Linked DNA regions of Xenopus laevis: region 2 is linked to region 1. The links are chromatin contacts, called in public Hi-C maps. All regions are on one chromosome and are shown on one strand. The core of a region is the stretch at or near the end of the contact, and the rest is flanking DNA. Distances in the headings are between cores, read along the strand shown. Region 1 holds the start of rbm45.L (RNA-binding protein 45). Region 2 overlaps osbpl6.L (oxysterol-binding protein-related protein 6).

The links. A called contact is a pair of places that touch in the nucleus more often than the background predicts.
Region 2: a Hi-C map of animal cap shows a contact between it and region 1, with 5 times the contacts expected there. The contact joins the enhancer-like site here to the promoter of rbm45.L in region 1. A contact is called at or near these places in 2 of 4 Hi-C or Micro-C datasets (the XTC cell line and animal cap).

Annotation. Positions count from the first base shown.
Region 1 is chr9_10L:79,183,898-79,187,769 of Xenopus_laevis_v10.1, forward strand. rbm45.L (RNA-binding protein 45) reads left to right here and starts at 1,648. Exons shown (of 10, transcript XM_041575849.1): 1 at 1,648-2,070; 2 at 2,318-2,440; 3 at 2,623-2,749; 4 at 2,981-3,121; 5 at 3,676-3,852. The coding sequence starts at 1,792.
Region 2 is chr9_10L:79,340,492-79,344,363 of Xenopus_laevis_v10.1, forward strand. osbpl6.L (oxysterol-binding protein-related protein 6) reads left to right here. Exons shown (of 23, transcript XM_018235945.2): 23 at 1-1,020. Among protein-coding and RNA genes, the nearest start is that of prkra.L, 21 kb to the right of the region's middle. Within about 2 kb of position 1,725, at least 2 of the 7 cell types and tissues checked have an H3K27ac peak or open chromatin away from gene starts, as enhancers often do. A contact at or near this core is called in animal cap, where this site is marked.

The DNA of each region.
Region 1 (3,872 bases), core at 398-2,897:
TAATTCTCAGCCGTCAGATAAATGCAGGTCGAGAATCAGCCTCAACACAGTGCCGAATTCCTCTCCCTGTGCCTGCACCCTACCCTACTTGCAGCAATTCTTCTATCTTTATGGTAGGAAGCATTAAATGTTCTCTCTAAACTGGCATCCAGGTACAAACATTGCTCTGGGCTCCTTTACAGGAGCTACAATTTGGGAATTACTGACCTATACTAAAACATGATATTTTAAATATATTCTTGTAAAACACCTTTGGGACTGAAACTGAATAGTCATGACTAAATAGTACATGATGATTGCATATAGACAAAAGAAAGTATTCAGAAAAAAAGTTCATAAGGTGATGACGAGGCATCATCTCATGATTATAATATGATACTCAGAATGATATTCTGAGACAATTTGCAATTGGTTTCATTTTTTAGTACTGAAGGTTTTTGAGTTATTAAGTTTTTGAGTTATTAAGCTTTTTATTTGCATCTTAACCAATCTGGTAACTAGGGTCCAAATTACCCTAGTAACCATGCAATGATTTGAATAAGAGACTGGAATATGAACAGGAGAGGTCTGAATAGAAGGAGCAGTAATAAAAAGTAACAATGACAATACATTTGAAGCCTTACAGAGCATTTGTTTTTAGAAGGGGTCAGTGACGCCCATTTGAAAGCTGCAAAGAGTCAGAAGAAAAAGGCAAATAACTATAAAACTATAGAAAATAAATAATGACAATCAATTGAAAAGTTGCTTAGAATTGGTTGTTCAATACAAATGTTTTCACCTTCCCACCCCATAATTTGCATATGCAAATTAGGGTTCGGATTCAGCCGAATCTTTTGCAAAGGATTCAGGGGGTTTGGCTGAATCCAAAATAGTGCATTCGGTGCATTCCCATTTTGGAGTTATTTCGTTTTTATTCAGCAGCTCTCCAATTTGCAATTTTAGCAATCTGGTTACTAGGGTCCAAATTACCCTAGCAACCATACACTGATTTTAGTAAGCGAAAGGAAAATGAATAGGAGAGGCCTGAATAGAAAGATAAGTAATAAAAAGTAGCAATATTAGTAAATGTGTAGCCTTATGGAAAATGTGTTTTTAGATGGGGTTAATGACCCCCCACCACCACCATTTGAAAGCTTGAAAGGCTCACAAGGCAAATAATGCAAAAAAAAAATGAAGACCAATTGAAAAGTTGCTAGCCATTCTATAACATATGAAGTGGTGACTTAAAGGGGAACTACCCCCTTTAATGTCACAACAGTAACCATAGCACGAGATAACTAATTGCTGGGGTCAACAAAGCCTATAATCCCTGTGTCACCCTCTAGCCTACTCAGCTCACCCTATACATCTAATTAATGGGCCCAAAATGGAGGATTATAGCAAATGCGCCCTCAGACGAGTAAAAGTATTCCATTTTAGCTATTTCCCATAAAAAGAACGGACACTAGCAGCAAGCGAGTAAGAGAGAGATGTGTGCTGTTGCTATAAATAATACAGGCTATGGGATGTGTGGCAGATCAGTGGATACATCCATGAATACAACAGGCGATGCATTAACACATGAGCAAATAAACGTCATACGTCATATTTTGTTACTATTAGAATTAACGTACTCTATCCGGATATGGCGTAGCACGATGCTCCTCCGCCTGCAGGGGGCGCTAATAAGGAACAGCCAATGGACATTCTGAGTATCGCTGGGCTTGTGGCGTTGCCGGAAGCTGTGTAAGTAAACACTCGTATTCCAATTGGAGCGCAAACACTTCTCTTGTTATCGCTATTTGGTCAGTCATGGAAGACAGCAGCGGATTCCGCCCCTCGGTGGGCAATTTGGACGACCCCCCGAACAGCAGGGTATTCTTGGTGGTCAGCAAATATGCGACAGAGGACTTGATCAGGGAAAGGTTCTCCGATTTCGGCGAAATCCAGGACATTTGGGTGGTCAAAGACAAGCAGACAAAGGAGTCTAAAGGGATCGCGTTTGTCAAGTACTCCAAGTCTTCGCAGGCTTGTAGGGCAATGGAAGAGATGCACGGCCGGTGCCTTAGTGAGAGCACCAAACCCATAAAGGTAAGCGCTGCAGAGGCAAAGGTGGGGTTTTCTAGGTCCTTGCTATACAGGCTTCTTATATAGACTATACAGAGTGTGTGCACCTGGTGCGGTGTCAGGGGCTTATATGTGCTACAGCTAAACTGGGATAAGCACCGCTTAGCTCAGCTCAAAGTCAGATTTTGACTAAACCCTTATTACTGATTCACATAGCATCTGCTATAGATTATGTGCACTGTAGTAATTCAGAGGCCAAATCCTTGTTTAGGTGTTCATTGCACAGTCAAGAGGTTCTTCAAATCACAGAGATGTTGAAGATGAAGAGCTAACAAGAATTTTTGTAATGATTCCAAAGTCATACACGGAAGAAGATGTAAAGCAAAAATTTAAGGTATATAATCATTCATTCTCACTGTGTTTCTGCTGAATAGACTACCGACACTTTATAGAACAAATCTACCTTTAACAACCAGTTAAGCTAGTCTGTTTGGTGCTCTCCTCATTATCCGTATAAATGTATGTTACTAATGACAGTGTGCTGAGGACTTAATACTGTTTTCAATTGATCTGTAGGAATATGGACACATCGAGTATTGCTTAATTATTAAAAATAAGAGTACCGGTGAAAGTAAGGGTTTGGCATATGTGAGATTCCTGAAGCCCTCTCAGGCTGCTTTGGCTATCGAAAACTGTGACAGAAGTAAGTGCTACTTTATATATTTAATTATTAAAGAAATGCCATGTTTCCCTAAGCTTCAGAATGAGAACGCTGTTAAAAAAAACATCATGCAACCTTCTGTCTTCAATTTATTTTAGCACATTAAATGTGCTAGAATTCTTTTAGGCATTTGCTTAGAAAGGAGCACTGTTTTTGTAGCCAAAATATACTCCTGATGGTAAATTCTATCCCTAATAGTGTGTGTTTTTGTAGGCTTTAAGGCAATTTTGGCTGAGCCTAAGAACAAAGGTGGAAGTGGTGGAGGTGTCACAGAGAACGACTACCACAGCAGCGCAAGGCAAGAAGCATTGATACAGCATGACCACACTGCTGCTGCCACTGTGTTTTCTTATGGTCAGTATTCTCGTTTGGATAATGTGTATGGGTGTTGGCTGGAGGATTCTGGAATATTAGGCCTGATTAGGAAGAGGGAGCGAGGTACTGCAATTACATGGGCACTTAAGCCAGTCATACTAACTGCTTCTTCAAGCCTACTTGCATTGCTCTATATTTTAACTCCGATACAAGTGTAAACACTCATCGTTTAGCTATTACAGTTAGCTTATTCTATTTGAATAATAATGTGAATCATAGTAGACTGGATGCTAAAGTTAAAGGCAACTGGGTCAATTTGGATTTATTGACACCTCAAGGTTTTGTAGTTCCATGGGTAGTGAACAAAATGCTCTAAATCACCCCTCAGTGTTGAACTTAAAATGCCCTGTGGAGTTTCATGTGGGTGATTATCATTGCCTGCATGAAATTGCACTGTGAAAGGAGTAGGAGTAGTAGATTTTAAGCATTTTGACCTCTGAACTGCAAAACACCTGGGTCGACAGAATGCTCTAAATAGGCCCATGTAAAACCGTAAACGTATTAACTTCTTTTTAATGTTTTTTGCTTTACAGAGTATGATTATTCATCTTACGACAAAAATGCAGATGCCAGAACACAGGAGACCATATCCAAGAGGCTCATCGTTGTTTCAAGACTTCCAATGATTCAGGAGCAAGTGCACAATTTATTTGATCTGATTCCTGGTCTTGAATATTGTGAGGTCCAGCGAGATCCATATAACAGCTTTGGTAAAAATTTTATTAGGTTC
Region 2 (3,872 bases), core at 475-2,974, 160 kb after region 1:
TATATCATGGGTATAAATGTTGGGGATCCCTGGGTTAAACTAAGAGGATATGAACATTTTTATAGAAAAATAAAGCCATTACTTTTCTATGAATGGGTTAAAAGAAAGGGATATTCTTAACAGAGTGAAGAGAGAGAGAGTAAAATCTACGTGGATTGCTTCTAGTCTACACAGCATTTTGTAGGTGCTTTAAATTGGCTTTAGACATATTTTATAAGAAATAGGCATGTTATGTTAGTATATATCCCAAGCACTATAATGTAGTGGTTCCCATAATGTGTAGCTGCCACCCCTGGGGTAAAGCAGAGCAGAGAGCAGGCCCAGCCTACAAGGCAATCGGAATACAATTTAAGATAAATGCATATTTACTGACCTAACCTTGACATAGGCTAATGGGTCCTCCCTCCAAATACTGTATCCAAAAGGAGGGCTTCAACCCAAAAATTCTAAAAACATATTCTTTAATATATGTGTACGTGTGTTTATGAAAGACCTTTTCTATATGTATATAAAAATAGGTGGCACATTGGTGAGCATTACTGCCTTAATGCCTTGGGTTTTATTCTGACCAGGGCACTATTTATGTGGTGACTGTATTTTCTACCAATGTTTGCACGAGTTCCCCGCTCCCTATAGTCCAAAAGTATTCTGGTGCTTTAATTGGCTTTTAATGAAACCAACCATAGGGTGTGCATGTGGCAGGGAAATATAATAAGTTTCACTAAACAGAGACTGATGGTAGTGAAAACATCTTCTGTGTTAATCACTGCATAATATGTTAGTGCTAAGAATTAGAAACTGGCATTCATCTTTTATCAGACGTATCCTTAGCTCTCTACCATTTAGGAAATATATTAACATAAACACAACAAACGAGGGACTATACAGCCTTTGTTGAACACTCAGACGCTATACAATGGTTGACAGAATAATGTGATATAAATTGGGTAGATTAGAAACTGTGTGCAAAAATGCATGGCCTGCTACATTAATAAATGAATAAATAAATAAATAAAAATTGATCATTTCCTTAAATTAAACTGATTCTAAAATCTCTAAACAGTACAGTTTGCTATTGGTGTATGAGGGCTGCAGCATATTGGCATTGGATTAAACTACTGTATATGGCATGGAGTGAAGTGGAGATAGTAATAAACCACTCTAAAGACACACAGGGGAAGCAGGAGACACTTGAGCTGATATTTCTTAAACGGTGCAACATTTTTAGTAGCGAAATGAATTGCAGACAGGGGCAGAACTACAGACCCTGCAGCTGCAGGGGGCCCCAGGAGGTATAGGGCCCCATTAGGCTTTAATTCTTATATCATTTAAATATTGATAAAACGGGTCAACCCCTAGACATTTTTGGGGCCTGAAAAAGAATTTGCCATGGGGCCCAGTAATATCTCGTTCTGATTGCAGATACATTTATGTATGTGTGGGGAACACAAATTTATTTTGTTAATCGTATCAACTGCATAAAATGTATGTGGCACTGCTGACCCAAGAAACAATTACACACAAACCAACTGAAGCTGTTGCCAGATTTGTCATGAAGCATAAAATGTATGCAATTGGGTATTCTCCATAGAGCAGGATCGCAATCAGAGGTTAATTAATCCCTGATTGGTCGGCTTGTCCAAAGACATATTAGGGCTCATTTACAATGTCCCATGCGGTGTGCAACAAAAAGCAGCAATCAGCCATTTTTTAGAACTATGTGCTACTAGCCACAGGGCCTCTGTGCTCTGTTTTGGATCACACAGACCTGCATCTCCCTTCACTAATACAGCTGTGACTGTGTTATTCAGAACGGTATTAGTAAAGGTCATTGGGGGAGGCATGTCGGCCAGGTAAAGACATTGTTTCATCCGTCGCTCAGTGCAGAGAGCAGCAGAACAGGGGACGAGTGCTTCCCAAATAAGCACAAGCCCTTTAGTGCTCTTGCACTTGCACCTCCATATTGAAACTTTCCTTAGAGGGTAGAAATGCTCTGTCCATCACAGAATATCAATACTTTCCATGCTAAGCCTGAAGAAGAATATGCCTGTTTTTGAGCATAATGAAAGAAAACATAAATAGAATGAATTTTCCACTATGCGTTAATTTAAAATAAATTTAAAGTTAATGTCATTGCTTCTACAAGCAGTGTTTGCCCATTTCTGCACTGCTGGTTCTACCAGTTCTCCTCCAGCCAAGACATCAGTTCCACTTGACATAACACCCTACTCAAGTCTTTATAATAGGTCATGCTAGCTTGTATTCTTATATTACATTCATGTTTGTTTTTACATTGAACTGTTTATTTGCTGTTAGTTTACTAGTAGTTTTGTGCGGTGCTATTGCGCAAAGGGCCACTATTTGCAGTTTCATGTCCCCCCCTCCAATCATAGGGGCCTAATTATGAAGCAGTTTATAAACAGTCATTAATACTAGGCACCACAGCATGAAATCCACCGTATTCATAAAGCAGTGTAATGAAGTCTTGCAAATGACTAGCAGAATAGGAATGTCAATCATCACCACTTATTACACAGCTTCTTCTTCCATTGCCAAAATGTCCTCTTCACCTGAACTTGCCCATTCGCATTGTGTAAGTTAAATGAGGTGGTGTAAAATAATGGTGTGACTTTTGGCCTCTGGGTGGCATAAAATACACTTTTATAAGCAGTGCAACTAACTTTCTGTAATGTTAATTGTTACATAAGGAGTAATGCAGGGCTTTAGACATGAGCCCTCTATGTTACAAAAATGGCAAAAGTAACACATTTATAAATAGGCAGAAAAATTCCCCCAGAAGCTCTTCCTTTTTCTCTGTGAGTGAGAATGCCACTGTGTAAACTATATGGCCAAAAGTATGTGGACACGGTAACACAAAAAACCCCCGCAGCCCCTCCAGAAGCAATTTTTACTTCGGATTCCTTCGCGAACCTGGCCCTGGTGCAGTCACAACCCCAGTAGTTCCACAACTGCGTGGACACCTGCCAAATCTCAAGGGTACCAAGGTTATTAATATGACTTTGATCCTCTCTTTGCTGCTAAACTCTTCTTTGAATGTTATCCACTAGATTTTGGGCCATTGTTTGTGGGATTTGTTTCCATATAAAAGGAAGGTGAAAACTGATATCGAGGGGTCAGTCCTGGCTCTCATTGACGTTCCAGTTCTTCCCATGGGGGTTTCAGTAGGGGTGAGGTCAGGGCTCTGTGCAGGGCAGTCCAGTTCTTCCATTTCCATCTCTGCAAACCCATTCTGCATGGGCCTTAATTTAGCAGGAGGTTATTAGCCTTCTAAAACAGAAAAGGGCCTTCCCCAAACTGTTGCCATAAACTGGAAAGCTGTGAACTGTCAAGAATGTATGATGTGTCAGCCATAATAGGTGTGACTTAAAGAGCCAATTTCAATCGTTAGAATAGGATTCCACATAATGACCTTGCTCATTGCCTGCCGAATATCCCCTGGCATTTCCATTGATAGGCTGTGGGAATTAAGATTGTTAAAGGTATGTTTTATGAATGGAGGGGAAGATAATGAAGCAGGCAGTGAACAAGGACACTCTATTACAGAAGTTTCCTTGCCGTGACAATATTCTTTCTCACTTCCCCTTTGTTCAGTTTCTTGTCTTTCTTTACTTGGTTTTCTAAATAATGTTTCTCTTATTCCCATTCAAGGCTCTGTTAGAAACCATGACTCAGGGAAGGCCGAGCTGCACACGCAACAAACTCTCATAGCTTTGTGCTTTTATTACCTTCTTCCATTTTCCACAGTGCTGGCTGGATTTCTTTTAGAAAGAAAAAAATCACATGATAGCAAGGGAGGAAAGTAATTATAAAATGAATATATGTTTTAAAAAGATTTTTTTTTTTTTTTTTAA